Regions from separate parts of the Danio rerio genome. Here region 2 is linked to region 1. The links are chromatin contacts, called in public HiChIP or PLAC-seq maps. All regions are on one chromosome and are shown on one strand. The core of a region is the stretch at or near the end of the contact, and the rest is flanking DNA. Distances in the headings are between cores, read along the strand shown. Region 1 holds the start of kpna1 (karyopherin alpha 1 (importin alpha 5)). Region 2 holds the start of zdhhc23b (zDHHC palmitoyltransferase 23b).

Region 1 (5,172 bases), core at 1,872-4,371:
TCATTCATTCATTTTCTTGTCGGCTTAGTCCCTTTATTTATTCCAGGGTCGCCACAGCGGAATGAACCGCCAACTTATCCAGCAAACATCCACACACATATTCACACACACACACACACACACACACACACACACACACACACACACACACACTACGGACAATTTAGCCTATCCAATTCACCAGTCTAATTCAGTCCAACCGGAGCACCACGCGAACGCAGGGAGGACATGCAAACTCCACACAGAAACACCAACTGAGCCAAGGCTCGAACCAGTGACCTTCTTGCTGTGTGGCGACAGCACTACCTACTGCACCACTGCTTCGCCCTAGTTCAGGAAAGATGAAGACCAAATTTAATTTCATTGTACCTTGTAATTTTTTAGGACTGTCAACAATCTACAAAGTAAAAGGATGTAAGAGGATGATAGTAGCAGTGGTGACATTATCTGTTTGTACAAATCCCTGTCATTAGCCTACTGATTGATAGTCCTATATTTTTTCTAAATTTTTCTGGTGTAAAAATTGATAGTTTATAACTTTGTGGTAAATTATTATGGTATGCTTTTATATTTTAGATGTAAGGTAGACATATAACTTTTAATAAATACTCTATACTTTTTTCCCTGATGAAACTCATACAGACGTTTATGTGTGGTTTGTCTGACAGCAGGTGTGATATTTAATATTTGAATATACACTGTAAATCCCAACTGTCAACGAGTGTTGAATGAGTTCATTAAATACCTCATTACTTTAACTTAAATGGAGTAAGTTCATAGTATTCATATAGATCAGTTTTTTAAATGAAATGGTTTGTTGCAATCGGTTTCTTCAAATTGTTTGAGTTCCCTTAACTTATTGGGTTTTACAGTGTGTGTGTGTGTGTGTGTGTGTGTGTGTGTGTGTGTGTGTGTGTGTGTGTGTGTATACATAAACTATATATATATATATATATATATATATATATATATATATATATATATAATTCTGACTTCAACTGTATATATTTTAAACTCTTTATTTTCATTGAAAAAAAAAATACATACACACAGTACCGCCTATATCCGTACAAGAAAGAGATGATCCATATCAAAAATCTCTTGGAAAGACTTTCACAGTGAATTTGGCTCACAACAAAAAGGAACTCAAAACCCTACATCCCACCCATCTAACATTGATCAAAATGTTTGTAGAAAGTTAGCAAAAAATAAAATAAAAGTCATGCATGAATAACATTTACAATCATATTATGGAACTGGCTAGGACAAAAAAATAAATACAATTGAAGCAATAGGTGTACATAGACAATTAGACCAAAAGATACATTCATTCATTTTCTTTTTGGCTTAGTCCCTATATTAATCAGGGGTCCCCACAACAGAATGAACCGCCAACTTTTCCAGCACATGTTTTAGGCAGCGGAGCACCAGGAGGAAACCCGCGCGAACACGGGGAGAACATGCAAACTCCACACAGAAAAGCCAACTGGCCTAGCTGGGGCTGGAACCAGCGACCTTTTTGCTGTGAGGCGATTACCAAAAGATAAATTCTAAAATAATTATAAGATAATTATAAAGTAAATAATGAAATTAAATAAACAAATAAATTACCATACAACAGTCTTGTAAAAGTCTATATCAGTTCAGTCTATCTAAAAAAATATTATGAATGGTTCCCAAATCTTGTTACAACTGGACAATCTGTCATTTAGTGTGAATCTCTGTTCTCCTAAGTGTAACATATTTCCAAGCTTTCTAGCCCACATTTCAAAGGTGGGGACAGTTTCAGATTTTCACATTTGTAAAATGAGTTTTTTTAAATAATATTATCTTCGTATATTACCTTTTTTATGTAAGACTTAAAAGGAGAAAAACACTGAAAGCATCATATGGTGCGGATGAAAAGATTAAATGTTGCCAGATTTTGATGGAAAAACATGCCTACAAAAACACTTATACAAAAATACAAAAACAACATTCAAAGTGACTCAATAAAAACAAAAAGAGAGTAATAAACCAACATTGTTAAATAATTTTACAAAAGGAGTGATTATGTAAGAATAAAGGAAAAGTGATATGATGATAATACATGAACAAAAGGATTTACTGTATTTATAAATTACTGTTCACATATATTTCTTTATACAAATAATAAAAATACATATGTGTATATGATGGAGGCGCAGTGGGTAGCGATGTCACCTCACAGCAAGAAGGTTCGAGGTCAGTTGGCATTTCTGTGTTGGCATATTGCTGCGTAAGTTGGCAGTTTATTCTGCTGTGGTGACCCTGATTAAGAAAGAGACTAAGCTGAAAAGAAAACGAATGAATGTGTATATGATAACAATTCATTCAGCCATGGCACATTGGCTGAGGCTAGCATGGTTGCCTCACCACAAGAAGGTTGCTTGTTTGAGTTGCTATTTCTGTGTGGCTATTTCTGTGTTTGCTCGAGTTTTCCCCAGGTGCTCCGGTTTCCCCCACAGTCCAAAGATGTAGGTGAAGTTATAGGCAAACTGAATCAACTAAATTGGCTAAATGTGTGTGAATGGGAGAGTCTGTGGTTGTTTCCCAGCATTGAGTGTTGTACTTTCAGTGCTAAGTTGCAGCTGGAAAGGCATACAGCCATCCACTGTGTAAAACAACTGAGTAAACAAATAAGTAAGATGAGATGTAGATATTCAATTTAAATTATATATGATTGGCCTATACAAAATAAATAGATAAAAATGACGTTCATATGAATAAATAAATGTACTTAATAATAATAATAAAATATTATTATTATTTTCATTCATTTATCCATTCATTTTCTTTCTGGCTTAAAAAAAAACATACTCACACTCATTCACACACACACACACTCATACACTGCGGACAACTTAACCTACCAAATTCACCTGTACCGCATGTCTTTGGACTGTGGAGGAAACTGGAGCACCTAGAGGAAACCCACGCAAACGCAGGGAGAACATGCAAACTCCACACAGAAACACCAACTGACCAAGCTGAGGCTTGAACCAGCGACCCAGCAACCTTCTTGCTGTGAGGCGAAAGCAATTATTATTATTATTAATAATCATAAAAATAATAATAATAATAGATTTATCAGGAGTCACCACAGCGAAATGAACTGCCAATTATTTTGGCATATGCTTTATGATTTGTATGAATGCTACAAAATGAGTTATGTGATATAAAAGGTATCTACATAGATAATTTATTATAAGCTATGTATTTGTTTTTAAATATATGTATATAAGCTTATAATGTTTACTTATAAAGCGCGGAGATGGCAACACTGTTCGTTACACAGAACTGGCAACACCGAGAAGCAGACATGCGCTTCGCACACGATGTCCTCTCACAATGCGCATGTGCAGTGTCACTATACCGGCGGAGGCTGAACGGTTGCAGCTTAAACGACGCAGGGATAAACGAGGCCGTTTTGACAGGTCAGTACGCCAGTGTGGATAACTTGTGTCTGTCTGGTTTTATTCCGTCTACATGATGTCAAATTCAAAAGATTATAATGTTAAAACACAGATAAAAGGCGTTAGTCGGACAACCTTGTTGGCTGGGTTAGCAGATAAGCTAACAGAGGCTGCTGCGCAGATCTGGGAGGGGGAGGCGAGTCCGCTGTTAAGACGATATTACTAACAAACCTGCTCTTCAGTCGATGATCACTAGCTCGTGTGGAGCAAAAATGACATTTTGTTAACTTGAATCGATCGTTTCCGCTTCTGTGATGCGATGATCGGTGAGATTGGTGCGTTTGGCGGCTGTTTTTAGGTGTGGATGGTTTGATGGGTCGATCCTCTTCACTGCGGGCTCTAGCACCACTGCCCAAAACACACTGACAGATCCATGCAGCCTCTGTTTTATATTGTTTTTAGTAGTTTGAGACTAAATGTCACAGGTACACTGGCTAGAGATAAATAAATAATAAATGTTATCGTCCGTGGTGGTTGTTTAGCTCAAGCTTTGCGTTTAATCCTTATCTTTTATGAAATATTTTTATCAAAAATAGTGTCAAAGCATTTAGAAATTTGCCTGACATGTTGAAAACCGTCTGATAAACAAACAAAATAAAATCATAGACTAAATTTATAAATAGAAAAAATATATATAGTTTAGAAAAAAAAAGTCTTAACAAACATTTTTACCATGATTTAAAGAAGACACCAAACTGTTTACATGCCAGAAATCATGTCAGACACATTTAAAGCAGTAGTCTTTTGACGATGTATTAGAAGACTGTATGTAAGGATAACAGTGCAGTCCTAAAATAGAAAACATTGCCACAACTACTACTAATAAATAAGAAACATAAATAGTTTGAAGATATTGGGCCAAAGCACCACTGTTGAACAGGGTAGAAATAGCTAAACCAGTGAATAATAATTAATACATATCACCATACTTCCTCAATATTGTTAATTGTTTTATGATCCATTAGGTGTCTGAAATGTTCAGGTTTCATATTAAAGCAAGGTCCTGTCGAACTCAAAATGGGCTGATGTACTTAAATTTAAACATACAATTTTGAGCACTGGTTAATTTTTGTTTCATATTATTGGCATATGCAAAAGGGATTTTGAATGTCTTATTTTATCACTCTGTTGATAAAGTATGTTTGTCAGATTTCACCATATTAGCATAAAATTTAGAAATAAAAGGTTTTGTGGGCATCTTTCAATGACATAATAAAACCCAATTTAAGGATTACAGTGAAGCAAAAAATAATAATTCATTTACATTTCAAACTTTTTTCTTTCTTTTTTACAGATTTATCAGCAAGACAATTGTAATAATTTAAAATAGAATAATGTTAGTATTAGGGCTGCACAATATATCGTTTCGATCAATATTGCAATGTGATCATTCGCAATAGTCATATCGCAGGATATGCAATGTTGTTGTAGTTTGTATTAAAATGTATCATTTGCACATGTTTTGTTTATGCCTGTGATTGTATAATGTCTTCAAAAGCATTCAGCTATAAGAAATTGCACAATTTGTGACCTTAACTACGATTATTTTTATTGAAGTTTGTTGATTGTATTAATAGATTGTTATGAATAAAAATACTCACAAGTGCATATACAGAAATGCACTGCAAATAGCACAGACCACAACAAAAATGTGTCTGGGTAGGTACCCTAAAAATGT
Region 2 (5,172 bases), core at 1,984-4,483, 170 kb before region 1:
AGATGCTCTTCTGCAGACCTCAGTTGTAACGAGTGGTTATTTGAGTTACTGTTGCCTTTCTATCAGCTGGACCCAGTCTGCCCATTCTCCTCTGACCTCTGGCATCAACAAGGCATTTCTGCCCACAGAACTGCCGCTCACTGGATATGTTCTCTTTTTCTGACCATTCCCTGTAAACCCTACAGATGGTTGTGTGTAACAATTACAGTACATCAGCAGTTTCTGCAATACACAGTCCAGCCTGTCTGGCACCAACAACCATGCCACATATAAAGTCACTTAAATCACCTTTCTTCGCCATTCTGATGCTCAGTTTGAGCTGCAGCAGACTGTCTTGACCATGTCTACATGCCTTAATGCATGATTAGAGTTTTGCATTAACGAAGAGTCGGACTGGTGTACCTAATAAAGTGGCCTGTGGCTGTATAATGCACTTTAAGTTGTGTGGGATATTGACAAGAATAAATTCACTCTGATACAAGATAAACCTAATTATTTAAAAAAATAATTGGGTAAATAAGGTAAATTGAGTAAATAAATGGAATTAGGTGAATTAAAAATAATGTAAGAAGTAATCAAATAGTTGTCAGAATGCATTACCTAAATCTATTACATGTGCAAACTACAGTTTTTAACATTTCACATTCATAATACCCTACAGTTTAGAAGTAATCTGCCTAGCACTGGTTGGATGTTCTTTCCTGTTTAACTAATTCTTGACCAATTATTTGTTTTATATTTGTTTTGCCAGTTTAAAGAGGCCTAATGCATAAATTCTTTTGGAGAAGAGGTCTCTTATGTGCAAATTGTTTTTTTTTTTGTGCTCTTCCACAGCTCCGCAGTTCACTACTAGTGCTTCAGCAGAACTTTCAGGTGTACAACAGAACCTCCTCTCCACTGTAAATGGTTTTGAGTTTGGTGACCCGACAGCACAAGGGTATTCATCCCATAAGACCTGCCCGCTTCTGAGGACTGTTGCCATAGGGGCACTGCCACCCCAGGGCAGAATCGTAGCTTGGTTCATCGTCTCTTAGGCCAGGTTTGTTGCCGTTGGACGTTTTTTTATTTTGAAGCTTGATTTCGTCCCAGAGGAGATGTTCACATTTAAAGACTGAAGATGAAAGAGAATTTGTGAACTTAAAGCTGAAGGAGAAGAGTGGCTGTCTTTTTCTCGTTCTTCACAGTTGATGTTGCTGCAGTGAAAGCAACAGTGATGTAGCAGGTTGCGAAACACAATAATCTCTGGGATGCTGAACTACAACCAAGCCAGATAAAACAAAAGAAACCAAAAAAAGTCTTGGACTTAAGGGGTTTGGTGTGGCTGCAAAGGGTATCTGATGATTGAGCTGGCAATGCAGGCCCGTTGCCTTTGGTTCATGTTAAAGGTCTGCCTAACATTTGCTCTTGTGGTCTTTTTTTTCTTGATTTAGACCGTTGTTGTCTTAAGATACATCTAAGAATTTATTAAAGCAGGGATCAACACTGACAAATGATTGTGAAATTTGTATATTTGTAGATTTTTGGATACACATCCGGTTTTTAATATTGTGTAAAGGTACAGCTTTATGTGGAGAAGATAAAGAACTGGAGGTTTAATGTAAATGGAGTGGTGATGCTTTATGTACCTAGAAATGGTTTACACCTTTTGGTTGTTGAGCTTTTAGATACTATATTGTAACTACTGTGAAATAAACTTGTGAATTCTGTACAATGGACAAAGTAAACGTTAATTTATTAAAAGACGATGTGTAATTTTCAAGCATTTATATATGCTTTTTGTTTTGGATTATTGGCCCGTTTTCATCAGAATTTTTAAAAAATTTCTTCTGAAACTATTTATAAATAAAAATCTCATCACATTACAATGTTTAAGTTGTGATCATTTTTAATTTACAGTAGCCAACATTTGATCAAAAAGGTTTATTAAAATTGTCGTGAGACCAGAATGGACTTCCATAGGGTTATTCGATATGTTAAGGACAACTTTGATGAAAGGTTGTGATCCTGTTTTAATGTTGACTACTGTATACACAGCTATGGAAGAAATGAGAGCACTTCTCTGTTTGTCTTGGTTTATTAGGCTTTACTTTATAATGTAGGTCTCATGACATTTCTTCCAAATTTCAAATAAACTATTGAGAAAATGAAAAGTGGTCAAAACGAATATTTTAATTTTGCTATTTAAAATCAGGATTACTCTCCTGAAGTTAAAACCGTGGTATTGTGCTGTCTAAAAATGAATAAGAACGCATCTGAAAACAATTTTTTTGTATTTTAGGTCGAATTTTTTTTTTTTTTTTTTTTGTCATTTTATTGTCAAAATGCTGTTTATTTTATTTCCTTGACAGAACCTATAAGTGATGTGCTGTCGCATTCACTGAGGACTGAGCATGCACGTTGAACTACTGCACTGCACATCAGGACTTACTGTACTCTTTAAATTAAATAGCAATCATCCTCCTAAAAAAAAAGCTTATTTTTCTGATCATACAGAGAACTTGGTAGGTAAAACTGTTTTTCCAGTAAACAGAGAAATGTAATAATAATAAATCCAATATATCATTATTTATTTATGAAAACCTCTTCAAAGAAAGTATGTTTATGATCTCTACTACACATACCAAATTTAGGTACAGATTCAGTTTTCCACCTCAAAATCATCCTTTTGGCAATTACCATACCAAATAACATGGCTTGTCTTTATATTTATTAAACATCTCTAAGTTACTAAATATCGCAACAACAGCTAGAAGTGGACATGGTTTAAAAAACTTTAGAAAAACACATCAAATATATTTTCAATTACAAATTCTTGTAATTTAGGACACGACCGTATTAAGTGGGTTAGGGACCCTTTTGTTGTTTTACACCTAATACAGAGTGGAGATATCTGAGGAAACGTCTGCAGTTTCTCCTTAGATAAGTATAGCTTATGCAGGGTTTTAGATTGAACATTAATTAAGCATGCATGTATATTTTATACTAATTGTTAAACGTATTAAAACGTACGTGTAGACACTCTGTAGCCTCAGACTGTGTAAAAACAACCTAAAACAAAAAAAAAATTCGTCATTCAGTAAAACCTATATGAATGTATGCATGCATGCATGAATGAATGAATGAATGAATGAATGGAAAAACCCCCACTTGTTACAACGAGAGGTAATGAAATGGTTAGTTTTCACTGACGTCAGGAAGACCAGGACAAAGCGCGTTTCCATTCGACAATTCAGACACACAGCGGCGTACTGCTGCTGCTGTGTTTATGTCACGCTACTTCCTGGTGCTTTTCGAAGTAAACTTCATACATTTGGACTAGTTTACTTGCTATAGTTTTTTTCAGCCACTCTTCGATTCTGTGAAATGAATGATTAAGTTCCTATGGGGAAGAAGGCTAAAAGACTAGAAGGTTCCGAAATCCAACCTGAGGCAGCTGGCGAGCATGTTTACAGTACTAGAAAGGAAGTTCATCTCCTGCAATATGAATGTGTTGTGAGTGCTGTAAGTACAAGATCTATGCTCTCAGCCTTACGAGAATTTCCCAATCAGTCCATTTGCCTATTATCGTACTTCTTCTGTTATCTGACGTGTTCTGGATGGTCAGTCTGTCTTTTTTCACTTTCCTGCCTTCTATCTGATGAGTAGTTTGTAGGTACAAACCTGGTACAAACGTGTTAAAAAGCGTAACTTACGTCCTATTTAAGTTTACAGCCAGAAGGATTTCTTTCTCTTTGTAACGTCAGTTCTTTAATCTAGCGTTTCCCTACTTTTATATTGCTTTCTGTAGTTTTACCTTTCTGTAGTCTTAGTTTTTGTTTAATTACATATTATTCTTCGTTTATTATTTAAAATGTTAGTGCTGTCAACAAGTTTTGAAATTTTTTATGTTAATTGCACTCATTATTTTTTTAAAACTTAATTAAAAAATGTCTTTATCATAATCTTATTACTTTACATTAGACAAGACTCCAGTCTTTAATTCGAAGAGAATATTGTATTAGGAAATTTCCTATAAAGATGATTAATTCATATCATTTTAGGATTTGCCAGATTAATGACCACAGAATATACAGTGTCTGTCTGCCCATTAGTCGGTCTCTGCCATACAGTACTAATATACTGAGACATGCATCTGAACTGTAAACTTGTTTCTCTTACAGGAATGCGGTCTCTTTGTTTTATGAGTTGATGTCCATCATGAAGAAGAGATCTAGTCGAGCAGCAGATCCGGATGAACTTCTGTGCTGTTGTGAGTACATTGACCGTCATGGCAGTCGCAGTCACATGGTGGCATGTTGCTGTGACTGTGAGGATTTGGATGAGGCTTGTGACAGGTGAGTGAAAAAAATCTAACTGTGGGTTAAAGTATTTATATTTACATGAAATAAAATGGCAAATGGTCATCATTTGCTCACATGTCGTTCAAAATCCATATCACTTTCATGGCTGCACCTAAATAGTGGAATGTGCTGCCTTTGTATATTAGACAAGCCTCTTCAATTACCGGTTTTGAATATCTTTTTAAAACCTACTTGTTTAATTTGCCGTTAGAACATTTTATGTTTATTTATTTGTATTTATTTTCTGACTGATTTAGTTTGACAAGTGTAATAACAATAAAATAAATCAAAACAAAACCACAGATTACAAAAGCAATGGCAACTAACAAACGGACCCAAAGTGTGCCAAGAAAATATCCACCACATCATTACACCACCACCAGCCCGAACCGTTGATACAAGGCAGGATGGATCCATGTTGACGCCAAATTCTGACCCTACCATCCGAATGTCACTGCAGAAATCAAGACTCATCAGACCAGGCAACGTTTTTCCAATCTTCTATTGTCCAATTTTGGCGAACCTGTGTGAATTGGAACATCAGTTTCCTGTTCTTAGCTGACAAGAGGGACACCAGGTGTGGTCTTCTGCTGCTGTAGCCCATCAGCCTCAAGATTCTCTGTACCATTCTCTGTAAACCCTAGAGATGGTTGTGCATGAAAATCTCAGTAGATCAGCAGTTTATGAAATACTCAGACTAGCCTATCTGTCCCCAACAACCATGCCACGTTCAAAGTCACTTAAATCACCTTTCTTCCCCATACTGATGCTCGGTTTAAACTGCAGCAGATCGCCTTGACCATGTCTACATGCCTAAATGCATCGATTTGCT

What was found. HiChIP or PLAC-seq counts read pairs in DNA pulled down with a chosen protein or histone mark.
Region 2: an H3K4me3 HiChIP or PLAC-seq map of embryo shows a contact between it and region 1, with 2.2 times the contacts expected there. The contact joins the promoter of zdhhc23b here to the promoter of kpna1 in region 1. A contact is called at or near these places in 1 of 18 Hi-C or Micro-C datasets (caudal fin) and 1 of 4 datasets of contacts at active chromatin or transcription factors (embryo).

What each region holds. Positions count from the first base shown.
Region 1 is chr24:24,834,888-24,840,059 of GRCz12tu, reverse strand. It overlaps kpna1 (karyopherin alpha 1 (importin alpha 5)), which reads left to right and starts at 3,121. Exons shown (of 14, transcript XM_696267.10): 1 at 3,121-3,455. The coding sequence starts at 3,293.
Region 2 is chr24:25,009,933-25,015,104 of GRCz12tu, reverse strand. It overlaps zdhhc23b (zDHHC palmitoyltransferase 23b), which reads left to right and starts at 3,233. Exons shown (of 5, transcript NM_001003757.2): 1 at 3,233-3,501; 2 at 4,161-4,334. The coding sequence starts at 4,198. gramd1c (GRAM domain containing 1c) reads left to right here. Exons shown (of 18, transcript XM_073940662.1): 18 at 835-1,862. The coding sequence ends at 903.